Linked DNA regions of Mus musculus: regions 1, 2 and 3 are each linked to region 4. Evidence: chromatin contacts called from public Hi-C and promoter capture Hi-C data. All regions are on one chromosome and are shown on one strand. The core of a region is the stretch at or near the end of the contact, and the rest is flanking DNA. Distances in the headings are between cores, read along the strand shown.

What was found. Promoter capture Hi-C pulls out the DNA fragments that hold promoters and counts their contacts. A called contact is a pair of places that touch in the nucleus more often than the background predicts.
Region 1: a Hi-C map of B cells shows a contact between it and region 4, with 5 read pairs. The contact joins the promoter of Tsn here to the promoter of Actr3 in region 4. A contact is called at or near these places in 1 of 39 promoter capture datasets (cranial neural crest) and 1 of 484 Hi-C or Micro-C datasets (B cells).
Region 2: a promoter capture Hi-C map of pre-B cells shows a contact between it and region 4, with 3 times the contacts expected there. The contact joins the promoter of Steap3 here to the promoter of Actr3 in region 4. A contact is called at or near these places in 3 of 39 promoter capture datasets (maxillary cranial neural crest, pre-B cells and second pharyngeal arch cranial neural crest) and 1 of 484 Hi-C or Micro-C datasets (the G1E-ER4 cell line).
Region 3: a promoter capture Hi-C map of pre-B cells shows a contact between it and region 4. The contact joins the promoter of Dbi here to the promoter of Actr3 in region 4. A contact is called at or near these places in 2 of 39 promoter capture datasets (cranial neural crest and pre-B cells) and 2 of 484 Hi-C or Micro-C datasets (B cells and muscle stem cells).

Annotation. Positions count from the first base shown.
Region 1 is chr1:118,309,157-118,312,806 of GRCm38.p6, forward strand. Tsn (translin) reads right to left here and starts at 2,190. Exons shown (of 6, transcript NM_011650.4): 1 at 1,845-2,190; 2 at 617-710. The coding sequence starts at 1,910.
Region 2 is chr1:120,257,239-120,260,439 of GRCm38.p6, forward strand. Steap3 (STEAP family member 3) reads right to left here and starts at 1,640. Exons shown (of 5, transcript NM_001379355.1): 1 at 1,523-1,640. The coding sequence starts at 1,544.
Region 3 is chr1:120,119,211-120,122,549 of GRCm38.p6, forward strand. It overlaps Dbi (diazepam binding inhibitor), which reads right to left and starts at 1,886. Exons shown (of 4, transcript NM_007830.4): 1 at 1,735-1,886; 2 at 685-802. The coding sequence starts at 1,743. 3110009E18Rik (RIKEN cDNA 3110009E18 gene) reads left to right here and starts at 1,977. Exons shown (of 6, transcript NM_028439.2): 1 at 1,977-2,007.
Region 4 is chr1:125,434,397-125,437,928 of GRCm38.p6, forward strand. It overlaps Actr3 (ARP3 actin-related protein 3), which reads right to left and starts at 1,331. Exons shown (of 12, transcript NM_023735.2): 1 at 889-1,331. The coding sequence starts at 932.

The sequences.
Region 1 (3,650 bases), core at 940-3,439, 7.1 Mb before region 4:
CTGCATTGTACAAAGGGATTCATGTCTAACTTGACATATTAGAATCTCAACAAAGGGCTGACTATAAACATGAATTTTAAAACATTTTATACCTGGCACTTTATTATCTACAAATGTATATTAAAAGGCATTCAAAAAAAGAAAGTAAAAATAGAAAAAAAATTTAAAGAAAAAAAGGCATTCAATCATTAGAATCATTCATTAAAATACACACAAAGACTCACATGTGCCAACTGTAATGAAACTCACTGAAGTCTGAGGTTCAGGTGAGAGGAACACAACTCAACACAGCCTGGGCAACAAAGCAAGACTCCCGTTCTCTCTCTCACACACACACACCAATAGACTAACATAGCAAAACAACATTCCTATTTAAACCACACTATACACACATGGAAAAGCAACCAAAATATCAAGAATATCGTAAATCCTCAAAATGACCAAACCCCTATTCTCCAATTTTCACTCACAATAATAAATAAATAAAAGCATAATAAACACTCCTCACAATAAATGACAAAAGTGTACTCAGTATGTCCTTTTAATGGACTTAAGAGTGATATGTTGGACAAAAAAATTTAAAAATTTTTTCAAACATCAAAGCAAAAAAACTTACTGTCCTGAAATCCAGTACCCTGGTGGACCCCTTGAAGTAGGGTCAAAATCTCTCGAGCAGTTTGTTCTAAACTCTGTACAACTTTTCGTATTTCCTAGAGAGAATTAAAAACAAAAGCCAGATAAGGTCAGTGTAATCTTCAGCAGAGTCGCCTACAAACATGCTACCACACCCTCACATTCAGTCACAGCTCTCAGACTTTCACAAGAAGGGATTCTTCAGGTGTGAATCCAAACTCTTCCAGTAATTTCTTCTTGTCACAACTCAAGGAGCTGCTAAAAAAGCCTCAAATTCTACAAGTAGCCGTGAAAGAAAAATAGCCACCTGCTCAAGAACCCAACTGAGACACTATATAAATGAATAACTGACAATGTAAATGTTCTCTATAGAACAAAAACTTAAATACAAAGTGGTGACTGATTTTCATTCATTCATTTTGCACACATTCTCTGAGCACATTTAGTTATGGGCATTATGCAAACATCAGAGACGCAAGCAACTCCTTCTAGCAATAGGACGGATAAATGGGTTTTTTTTTCTCAATTTCTCACGATTTTAGGAGCTAACAGAAAAGCAGTCAAAATAAGGACTATAAATTTTGCACGTGTTAATTTCAGCACTGAAAACGCTGAAGGCTACAGGTTCGAGTTCGAGGTCACCCAAGGCTACTACACATCAAGATCCTGTCTCACGCGCAAAAGGAAAACAGCCAGAGAGCAGAAAATAAACTAATTCCAGCAAAAGCAGATAATACAACCAAGGGTCCTCAGACAGAGCAATATCTGGAGCATTAGACGAATAAAAAGTTAACTTAAACACACACACAGTAACGAGTGTAAATAAAAGGAGAGCGGGGAAAGAGACCTTGTGAGCCACCGGAGAATCTAGATTTTTTTTAAATTTTTTATGCGGGATGAGAAGCTACAGAAGAGCTTTTTGCTTAAAGAAAGACCGCAAGTGCTATTTAAAAAAAAAAAAATACCAGCAGCCAATATAGAAAAGATGTGCTGGTTAGCCACGGGCGTTAACCGAGCCTGGGACTGGAATACTGAACTAGGAAAGGTGATATTCTAAGAGGTACATGACGCTGAGAAGTCGAATCCGGAACCAAGAGGCGGCCTAACCTAAACCCATCGGGCCTGAAAACGAGAGACCGAGCAGGACCAGGCCAACTGGACCAGCCTGGCTAGGAAAAGAAAAAAAGGAGATGGGGAGGAAGGGGGCTCGCCTCTCGGATGTCCTGCTCGGCAGCCAAAAAGCCCTGCAGCTCCACGAAGATCTCGCTCACAGACATGGCGCTGGCTGCCCTACAATCAGTCAGCACCGGAGCACCGCCGAAGAAGTACGACCCACAAACAAGTAGCGGACTCGCTCGCAACGCCCGTCGCCGTCGCCACTGCCGCGTCCACTAGCCCTTGCGCCAAGGCTGGCGCCGGGGTCTTCCCACACCCGCGGCGCACCGGAGCCCGGGCTGCCCGCCGCAATGCCTGAAGCGCCGCGCGCACAGTCCCGTGCCGCGCTCTTGCCCAGAATCCCGACGGCAGGGCCGAGCCTCGCCTGCCGCCCGCACGTAGGCATCTCCGGAAACAGCCCTACGTAGGGGCTTCAGTGGCCCGTGGCCGTAGGCCGGCTGATAGGCAGCTCCAATTAAGGAGGTGGGGATTCGCAGATAGGCATCTAGGAAAACAGCCGGTTGGGGGGGCGGGGGGGGGGTCCTTAGGGACACTTGGCTCGTAGAAGGCGGGGCCAGCGAGTGGCGCGGTTTGCTTATCCATGTTATCTGTGTACTTCAAGCAAGGGAGGGAAGTTATACTTCTGTCTGCTCAACAAAGAGCATGCATAAACTGAATGGGGAAGAATGGCGAGAGAATGTAATCCGATAAATGAAAAATAATAAAAGACTATAATCTAAATAAATATTAATGAATAAAAATATTATCTTCGGGTCTGGAGAGATGGCTCAGCGGTTAAGAGCATCGACTGCTCTTCCAGAGGTCCTGAGTTCAATTCCCAGCAACCACATGTTGGCTCTCAACCATCCATAATGGGAACTAATGCCGTCTTCTGGTGTGTCTGAAATGCAATGTACTCATATGCATAAAATAAATAAATCTACCAAAAAAAAAAAAAAGAAAAGAAAAGAAAAGCGTGTTACTGTAACCTTCAACCAGGGACTACACTTCAGCTATGAACGTGCTTCAGGGCTTTGAAGTCCTTGTACATGATCTGCCTCACAGCTATCCTATCCTCCCAATGAGTATCATGAAGATCTCTCTGGTCTTGAGCAGTCTTGAAGAGGCCAGAGTTCACCTTGTAGCTCCTGCCAGCTGCTTCTCCACCTGATCACCGAGTGCACTTTCTGAATGAGCTTGGATGGAGTACTTCCTGTTATTTCTTTGAAAGAGTATCGTCTGTGGTGGCGTGAGGGCTCTTAACCATCGAAAGGGAGAGATTGACAAACTTTAGCAGTTAAAGGTTTGTCACCAAGACTGACAGTCTGATGGAAGGAAAGAACCAACTCCCACAAGTTGTCCTCTTCAAACACACACACTACACTCACACACACACCAAGTAAATAAATGTGTAATCTTTGATGGACAGTCTCATACTCTCCCCCAGCCCAGAAAATCTATTTTAACTACAAAAGAACCATTCTTTGAAGGAGCAGGAACTAGCCAAGACACCCACTTGTACAGGAACTGTTTTTGATCATGTTCTGGACCCAGTTTCCTCATAACTTAGTAAGAAATATTCTTTGGGGGGGGGGGTCGAGAAAGGGTTTCTCTGTGTAGCCCTGGCTGTACTGGAACTCACTCTGTAGACCAGGCTGGCCTCGAACTCAGAAATCTGCCTGCCTCAGCTCGAACTCAGAAATCTGCCTGCCTCAGCCTCCCAAGTGCTGGGATTAAAGGCATGTGCCACCACTGCCAGGCTTGTGGGCTTTTTTTTTTTTTTTGAAAGAATATTGTAAGTGCCCTTTACCTTTCACTGGAATTTAGAATTTAGATACCTTGCTAAGCATGGGAGAAGGGAT
Region 2 (3,201 bases), core at 390-2,889, 5.2 Mb before region 4:
TTCCTGTGTCCTTTATCTTCTCTCTGAGCTGTTGGGAACAATTTCCCAGTCCCTCTTCTTGCTGTTCCTTTAGAGTGTGGCTGTCCTCCATCCTGGGTCTTAAGTAGGCGTTCACTTAGACCCAGGCCTTTGTTCCTTCCTAGGCTCAGAGACCACAGTCTCTTTCCTTGCCCAACCCGTGTCTACCTCCCAAGGTGAGGTGAGAGAAAAGAGGCTACCAGTCTGAAATTAGCATGTAAAATGTAGTGGCAGATCTGGAGATGGAGGCTGATTGGTAGAGAGCTTATGGAGTATACAGGAAGCCCTGAGTTATATCCCTAGAACCATACAAACATCGTGGTAGTGTGTATTTGTCATTTCCATATTTGGGCGGTAGAGGCAGGAGAATGAGAAGTTCCAAATTGTCCTTAGTTACATGATGAGGTTGAGACCAGCTTGGGCTACAGCAGGCTCTGCCCCAAACAAAATAAAAGCTAATGACATCAAACATGTCCTAAGTGGCACACTTCTGTTTTCTCTGTGGGCATCTCCCCTATCAGATGGACTCTTACAAACATTTTGCTGTTACGTTTCTTGCAATACTACCTGGGATTGTTATTTAGACATCATAAAAATCATTATTTTTTTTTAAAAGGATGGCAGTTTTGTGCCTGCCGAAGAGGAAACAAAGTCCATGCACATAAGCCAGGCCTCCCCCCACACACACTCACTCACACACACACACACACACACACACACACACACACACACACTCACTCTCTCTCACACACACACCCACAGACACACTCACACACACACACACTCACACACACACTCACACACACACACAGAGACACACACACACTCACAGACACACACACACACACTCACACACACACACTCTCACACACACAGACACACACACACACAGACACACTCACACATACACACACACAGACACACACACTCATGCACACAAGTTTGATCTGTTAGAAAACAGCATTTTCTCTCCACATCACTTTGCAGAATAAAAGCAAATGAATAATTGATAGAGCTTTTACAAACATCTAGCTTTTCAAATCCTTCTAGAAAAATCCAGTTCGATTACTCGCAGCCGGCAGTTCTGTGTAAAATTTATAATTCCCGACGGGCCCACATTCCTCAGAAATACATCATGAACATTAATTTTTTTTTAAAGCAACACACACTAAAACCCACGAAGCCGCTGCTTTCTCTGTGTGTGCAAACCAGAGCCCTGCACTCTGAAGAGGCTCTTGTGTTTACTGCCTGAACGCCCTCCCTGAGAAGGTGGCCCTGAAATACACACAGCAGACAATCAATCTCCTGCTTTATTTTGACAAGATCTTATTCTACTGTGCTCCTTGCTGCCAGGCTGAGGCTGTGCAACTCTCAGGGAAACACTGCTCTCTCTGGGCTCTGGTAAAATCTGCAGACCTTCAAAGAACAGCACTCTCAAGTGGACCAGAGGATGGCGTACTAGTAAGTGAATCTGGTAGCTGCCCTGGAGCCCCAACAGACTTACCAGCAACAGGTGACTGCGCCATCTGGCCTCAGGGGAGGTCTGAAGTTTTAGAATGCCCAGACAACCCCGCTGCAAGTCGCCTCTTCTGACTAAAGTCTCCACCTTCGGCAGTCTGACTGGGGTTTTTCAGAATTGGGACGGCCACGGGCCCTTCTAGGGCGTGGGTAACTGGGACACCTCCCCTCTCAGTTTGCCCACCTACAGCTGGCCACAGGGACTGGCCCCTGGAGAGGTGGCTGATGTTCGGTTAGAGAGTGCCCTGAGAGAGCAATTCTGCGGGAGACTTCCTGTTTGGGGAGGAAACCTCACTGAAGTAATTAGTGGCTCAGACTGCAGAGTCTTTGGTACAGGAATTGAGGCAGGATGGCAAGCTGAAGCCAGGATGCATAAAATGAATAAATGTCATGGAGAGGTTGGGCAGAGACACTGAGACCCTTGGAGGTACAAAGCCAGCATTATGGTAACAGAAAGTAGCGAATGATCAATTTCTAGGAGGGTAATTCATTGCAATCACCATGGCTGTTACAGGCTTCTCGAGAATTCTCTCAGCAGTTTGTGCTGATAGGGGGATCTTCTTTGTCACCACATGCCAGACAGTGCCTATAGCAGAAGATGATGGACAGACCGCTCTATTATCATTTCACTGGAAATGGTAGATAAGGGCACACGCCCACTCGCTGCTGGCTGCTGACTGCTGGGTTCCAAGGCTTTGAGGGCAGCCCAGAGTTCAGGAACGGTGCTGTCTGGGCTTGTGTATGGGCATATCTGACTGTCTTCAGCGTGTCAGAACTAGCAAACTTGCAGCCCAGTGAAGTCTGTTGCTAAGCACACACGTCCCAGTCTGTGGCTTTATAAGGACCAGCAACTAGAGCAGGTCCATATTGCTCTGACTGGCAGTCCTCTTATGTCTGTCCCTAACAGTAAAGCCTCTTGGGGGTAGGGCTAGATTCTGGAATCACATGGAGTCCAGTGCAGGCCAATACAGAGACTGGTTTTGTTTTCTCTTTCTTCATGCCCTGACCTGTGACTCTCTTGCTCTTGGCCTGCTCTTTCCATCTGAGTTTGAATATACTCCTGACCCACCCAAATCCCACTTCCTTGGAAATACAATTCCCTGTTGTCGGCATCTATCAGCTCCTGTAGTCCTGGACAACATTTACCCACTCTGAATCAACAAGTAAGGCTAGGTTAGCAGTTGGTTGCCCTAAATATGAACTTGAGTTTAACCGCATGCTAACAGTGTGACCTTGGGAAGGCTTCTTTCCTACTCTGAGGGTCTCACTTAGACCAGGTTGGTCTTAAAGAAAGACCTTGAACCCTTGATCCTTCAGCCCCTGCCTCCCCAGTACTTGGGATTACAGGGATACTCTACTATGTCCAGTTTATGTGGGTCTTTGGTTGGAGCCCAGGACTTCATACATAATAAGCAAGACTTTGGACTTTGCCTACATCCCCAGTGTTCCCTATTTTGACCATTAAGTAAAACAGTGACTATGGAAGCCCTTAAAGACACAGGTTACTCAGTGTTTGCCTGTTGTCTGAATCTGCTCTCTGTTGCTGGGGTACCATGTGATCCCTGGACAGTATCAGCTGAGGATAGAAACCTGTGCATCACCCCTAGTCCCTCATTCTGAGCTGTGCTCCCTTGATGCTGGAAGATGCCTGCGGAGGCAGTGGGG
Region 3 (3,339 bases), core at 636-3,135, 5.3 Mb before region 4:
CAGAAAAGACAGTATCATAGACTAAGGTAACCCACAGCATAGTTTCAAAAGCTATACCAAGGGGCTGGAGAGACAGGCCAGCCAGTAAAGTACGAGGGTGTGAGTTTGACTCCCGGAACCCATGTGGGAGGGAAACAAATATAAGGCCACGCAGCAGCCTGTGCTTATAACAGTGCTGGAGAGGCAGAGACAGGCTGGCCCATCAACCTACAATACTTGGCAAAAAAGAAAAATCTGCCCAAGATTTTTGGATAGGGAGAAAAGTCACCTGGATAGGGCAGACTTGGGCCAGCAGCACTTCTGCCTTGCCCCAGGGTACCAGATATGATGTATCTGCTCATCTATTCGGCTTGGGAAAGAGGCCAAGCACTCCATGACCCTGTTCATCTGATGGAAACGGGAGGCTCGAGAAAGCGACTGCTGAGCAACAAGGCTGGAGCCTTTGCTGCCTTCAGAGTAGATGCTGAGATAATCAGTAAAGTCCTTGTAAACCCACACTGACTCTGCTCCCAGAGTCACTAAGAGTTTAGGGAGATGGTCTTTGCAGGTGACAATCTCTCAGCTTAAGGTCTCCATACCAATGTTCTGTCATCACAGCCTGCCTCTGGCAGTCGGAAGGCGAAGTTCTCAGACTCCCGGGCTGCCGAGCCAACTTGGCCCGCTCTGATGAGAAGCTGGGCATACCTGTATTTACATCGCCCACAGTAGCTTGTTTGAAGTGACTGTAGATGAACAGCATCTCTTCATCAGTTGGCTGAGTCTTGAGGCGCTTCACCTCCTCAGCGGCTTTGTCAAATTCAGCCTAAGAGTGAGGGAGAGGGAGAGGAACGAGATGTAGGTTGCCTGAGTGGGAGAGGCCCAGGGATGCCTCCCATATTCCCTCTTCTTGCCAGGATTCCCTAAGGCCCACCTGTCCACTCAAGCAGTTACAGCACTGTGTCAAGTGCTGGGAATAGTTTTGGCTCACAGTGGAAGTGCACGCCCTTGAAAATTTTCTTGCCCAACTAACTGCCTGGGCCACCACTGGCCCAGATCCAACAATTGCTGGGGTTCCAGTAAAGCCCGACCTATGATCAGCGGAGATTGACTGGGCAGTAAGGGGAAACGTGGTGTGATCAAAACAGTCGATCAGAGTTCAGGAGAGGAATGCGGTGGAATCCAGTGTCTGGAGCCAGCTGGTCCCTTCCTACAGGGGCCTGGAGTTCAGCGTTGACCTCTGTCCCAGTGCCCAGATTAGGGAGAGGCAAGTGGGAGGAGTCAGAGATCGCCCTACAGGGCTCAGTCCTCGGTAGTGGTCTCCACTGGAGGGAAGGAAAAGGCTTCTGGACCACCTCACCTACTCACATCTCTTCTGTACAGGGGCAGGCCAGGCACAAGACTAAATACCTTCCCCGACCTCCAGGCTCTTCAGCCAGGGCCTGTATGAGTGCCCCTCTATTCCATTCGGTTCTTCCCAGTGTGGGATTCAATCTTCCCTGTCCTTCCTTCCCTCTTACGCCCCATCTTTCTTTCGAGGACCCTGTTCCTGCTTCACCCAGGAGTTCAGCCCACCGGCAACTCTCTGGCAGTTCCGGCGTGGGTGGCAGTTTTACATATCTGCAAGGGAAAAAGTTCCGCTCCCCAGGCTATGAGCTGGGCTCGGATCCCAGAAGAGCTGCGGGATATCTGAGGAAATAGACCCGGCTGTCCCCAAACCCACAGCATCTTCGCAGCCCGGCGGGGCACACGCAGTACCTGAGACATACTGGTGAGGTGATACGGATGCCGAAAGCGCGGGAGCAAGCTCAGAAGCAGCAGCAATCAAGTCACAGAGCGCACCAGCTAGCGCCTTTAAAAGCACAACCCCGGCGTTCCAACTGAGCTCGGGCGAGCGGCAGCAGCCAATCAGAAGTCGGATCTGCTTTCGGGGGCGTGTCCATCCTAGCGGAGCGCTCCAACCCTTCCCGGACCCAAGAGGGAGTTTATTGCGCACGCGCGGGGAGGAGCCGCGGGGCACGTTGGGAGCAGGTGGGACGCGTTTCGTTTTTTTTTTTTTTTCCGTGGGGGAAGGGACGGACGGGACATTCTCCGTCAGGGCAGTTGGGCAGGAGCTAGCAGGCACTGAGAACGCGTGAAATGGGGTGCTGCGGGAGGAGAGCAGAAATCAGTATGATTCTTTCCCTTTAACTCTCATGCGGATTGGAAAGAGGCCGGAAGTTGCATCGCTGGTTGAGTAAATTATCCGACTAGAAAATGGGATGCCCCGACCCCTTTCGGAAAATCCAGGGAAGAATCCCCGGTGCACAGCGCAATGGTGGCCCGCTGGACCAAGTCCATATCTAGGCCTTTTCTTCTGAACTTCTGGCATATTCTTTGACATTGCCCATACTTGTCGGTCCTGCACCCCTAACGCAGTCTTGTGTTCCATCAGTGCTTTATAAAGGCGGAGACAATGTGATATAACAAACTTGCACAAGAAGAGGTGCCCATCGAGCCTTGGTTAAGTGAATAACTTTTCAAATGGTTTTTAAACACGTGACCTGATGCTTGCCGACTCCTAGACCTTGGACACGCAGCAGAGGACAAACAGACGAATCTTTGCTACTTTGCAGCGTCTTATAGTGGGTTCATAGTTGATTTAGTTTAAAAAGTAAAGAGTTGGAAGTTATAACTGATGTGTGTGGAGAGGGGTTGGGGAGAAGATGCTGTTTGAGCGAGTCCTGCAAGTCGGAAGGAGCATTCTAGCAGAAGCAGGAGTAAGCAGGAGTTACTGTGGACACTGAGGTCTTTGAATTCTTAGTCTCATTAGTGAAATAATTTAAAACTGATTCGGAAGGAAGCTTGAGGACAATTATATTAAAAGTTTGAGGTAAAAAACCCACAGGACAGACAAGCTGAAAATGTTGACATCCACTGGGGAGAGGAGACTGGGGAAAAGTTTTGCCTTTTTTTTTTTTTTTTTTTTTTTTGGTTTTTCAAGACAGGGGTTCTCTGTATAGCTCTGGCTGGTCTCGAACTCAGAAATCCGCCTGCCTCTGCCTAAGTTATGCCTTTTAAGCTAGACACGGAGGTCAGAGAAATTGAGAAAACCCAGAGTGTTAGGGAGAACATGCTTAGGAGTGCACAGCAGGTTCAGAGGGTTGAGTTTAGACGGCATTCAAATCCAAGAATATGTGTCCCGGGACAAAAGACTACAGCGGGGCAATGAGGAAGTACAACTAAGTAAAACACGACAGAGCTGCAGAAGTAAGAACGAAGTAAGCTGAATAGGTGATGGCAGAGGTTGTTCATTTTGGGCATGCAGGCAGTCATTCTGATGGAGTCATGGGGTGGGGAGGGGACTTTTCAACAGAGGTGATG
Region 4 (3,532 bases), core at 81-2,580:
CTTTAAATCAAACACATTCCTTTATACCCCCTTTCAGTTTTCAAGACACAGTCACAAAACGAACGTGAACAAACGTTTAGGTTCCAGGGTGCGTCCCTTCTCTCCCCTCTGTCTCCCTCCGTGGACACACAAGAACATTTTTTTTTCTAGTTCAGACATATTGATACCTACCACTCATAATGTACTCTTTATGCAACCTGCTTAATTTTGAAAGTTCTAATAAGACGTGGTAACGTTCGAGACGAAAAACTACCTTATAAGGCTATAAAAGACGGAAAGCAGGAAGCGGCTTTGACAAAACTAAGGAAGTTGCAGCGCGCTTGCTCACCAAGGGACTTTTTTGAGGCAAGAGCTATAACCCCCGTGAGATCCTCCTCGCTGGAACTGACTTGGTTCAATGGGTAGTGGGAGATGGCTACGAATGGGTGTGGGCGGAAACCAGGCGGCGCGTGGGTCCGCTGCAAAAGCCCCCCATGCTAGCTTCCCATTTTCACAGCCTGGTTCGTCGCTCTCCCCACCCACACGCCCTAAGAGATCGAGAGTTGTCACCGCGATCTTGCAAAATCTGCAAGGAGCGCTTCTCTCTCTCTCTCTCTCTCTCTCTCTCTCTCTCTCTCTCTCTCTCTCTCTCTCTCTCTCTCTTTTCCTTGCTCCTAGGTCTGGAGGTCCTCGGTGGGTGCCCTGCTTCACAGGCAGCAAAGGGGAGAGAAGGGAAAGGACAGCCAGGTGGGCCAGACGGCCTCCTCGGAAAGGAAGGGCCTGGAAAAGATCTCTGTCCCGGGAGGCTCCCGGCACCACCCCTCGCCAGTCTGGCCGGCTCCCCCCATTCATCTCCCTCCTCCGCCCGTCCCCGGCCTCAGTCTCCCCCACCCCGAAGACCCGCCGTACCCCGTGCCACAGTCCACCACACAGGCCGGCAGCCGTCCCGCCATCTTCCTCCTCGCCCGCCGCTGCCGTCCGTTCCGTGCTGCTGAGAGGCCGGGGAGCTAGAGATGGGAGCTGGCTGACCATGCACCGGCCCGGGCCGCCCTCGGTCGGGAGGGAGGGAGGAAGGGAGGGAGCTGTGGGAAGCCCGAGCAGGAGCGAGTGAGCAGTCGGCTAGTACTTCCGCAAGCCCAGCAGGCTGGCCGGCCGGCAGGCTGGCTGTCCCCGCCCTACCCTGCCGCGGCCTCCTCCTCTACCCCTCCGCTCTCCGCCCTCCTCCTCCTCCTCCTCGCTCCCGCCCCCACCCTACAACTTCTTCCCCCTCGCACTGCCTTTCCGCGGGGAGCCAAGATGGCCGCCGCTGCCGACGCCCCGGCCAGGCCAGGCCCCAGGCCGCGATCGCTCCCACTTCCGGTTCCGGGTGGGAGGAGCGAGCACGCGCGCGCGTGCGTGCGATGTACTGTGCGGCCGCCCGGCCCCGGCTCCCTTCCGGATAGCCAGAAAGTCCACTTTGGGTTTTCAAATAGCTGGAAGCCCAGAAGCCAAGCTGAGCTTGAAGGGGGTCCAGAAGCGGCTACGCATGCGCAGTGGCGCGCAGCTGTGGGTCGCGGCTCCGCTTCCGACTTGCGAAGATTCCAGTTCGCATTTTCTGGCCGGTGGCAGCCCAGAAGTCAGGCAGTTATTTAGTTAGGAAGCTGGCTTTTGGTGGTGGTGGGTGTTGAGTGTGTTTCTTCTCTGCTAACTTGAGCCATGGGCAGGAGGCTTTCTACTGTGGGGTGAAGGGCTAATTGGAAACGTGGTCAGCGGCATGTCCCCATAATCGCTGTAGGTGAGCAGTCAGAAAAGGGATGTGTCCTGAGATTTATGTCAGTTATACTATTGCATTGTAGTTTGCAAGCTCCCCAAAATGGTGGGCCTTTGCTTTTAAGACAGGCAAGGATCCAAGACGTTAGGTTGAACAATAACAAACCCACCTTCTTCAGGGTTTGGGGATTCCTGTGTGTCTTCCAAGAAAGGCAAGTGTTGGATCAGTGACATGGCTTAGCAGGTAAAGATGCTTGCACTCACTAACCTGAGTTTGAGCCCTTGGAGATCCACATGCTGGAAGGAATGAAAAGACCCCCACAAGTTGTTCTTTGATTTTGCGCACATCCTCCCCCTCATAAGAAAATATAAAACAAAAATTAAAAAATCAAGTTTCCCAGAGGTTATGCTCTACATAGCCTGTACAAATGGCCTTTATTTGGGTTTTGGGGTGATGATAAACTTCTTTCAAGAGTAGTGAGATTATCTCCGGCCTTTAAGAAAGGCCAGTGTCCCAGAGGTTGTGTTCTACAAAATAGACTCTGTGCAGGTGGCCTCTATTCCGGTTGAAGTGACAATGAATTTCCTTCTGTGGAGTGCTGTTAACGTGATACCAACTTTTTCTAGTTGGAAAAAAAAAGAAAAAGAAAAAGAAAGAAAGATGAGAAAAAGATATGTATTTTTTTACATCACAGACTTAAAAAGTAATACTTTTAAAACTTGAATACATCAGAGTAACATAGAAAGCTTAAAGTATGTTGCTGGGTCATCTCCCAGGGGATTAGGCAAAATCAATGTGCAGTAGAACCTGAGAATTTACTTTCTCATCAGCAGGAACCTGGAAAGTTAATAGCTTTCCTTCCCAACAGGCTTGTCTTTTATTTATTCTTTAGCAATCCCATACATGTAAATGCTATATCTTGATTGAATTTACCCAGAACCTTCTCTCTGGCTCCCCTGGATATCCCAATGTATTCCTCCTCCTCCTCCTCCTCCTCCTCCTCCTCCTCCTCCTCCTCCTCCTCCTCCTCCTTTTCTCCTCTTCCTCTTCTTCCTCTTCTTCCTCCTCCCTTCCTGTCCCCTCTGATTTTCATTTATTTTTTGGTAATCTCCTGAATCCAGTCAGTTTGGTTGAAATGCTGACTGATCTTGGCTAGATCTTCAGGAAACTATAACTGCAAAATCTGTGTCATGTCCAGAAGACAGCATCTTCTATGCACCCCCATCCCCTCCTCCATGATGCTCCCCGAGCTTTGTGGAGTGGTGAGGGTCTGCATAGATGGACCATCTAAGGCTGATGGTCAGTAGTCACCTACCCTCAGCATGATATGTGTAGAAATATCAGTGTTTACAAGGTAATATTACAACAGGTCTATTGAGTAGGGCAACAGGTTTCCCTATACAGCCTGTGACGGCCTAAACCATGGGAGGTTTGGACAGGTTTAGCATAATCTGCCTAAATTCCCTTCTGAAGAGCAGGCCTCATCCAAAAGTGTTTGGTCACCCCCATACCCCCTGTGCCATACTGTACTGGAGAGCATATTTTGAGCAGGCTAATCTAGGTTTGCTTATATGAGACCATAATAATACATTAAGAAAAGATGTGTTATTCAATGCAGAAAATTCTGTTATCAGGTTAGGTAAGCTGACCTGAGGGGTAAAATACCGACTTTTCTCTTATTAATGTTAGTCATTTGGTGAAAAGTATTTTCACCAGCTCTGTGTGGCAGAGACTATATTGATCCTTAATATAGTGGGGCAAAGAATAGATAAGGGGTGTGGGATCAGAGTTCTGCCTGTGAGT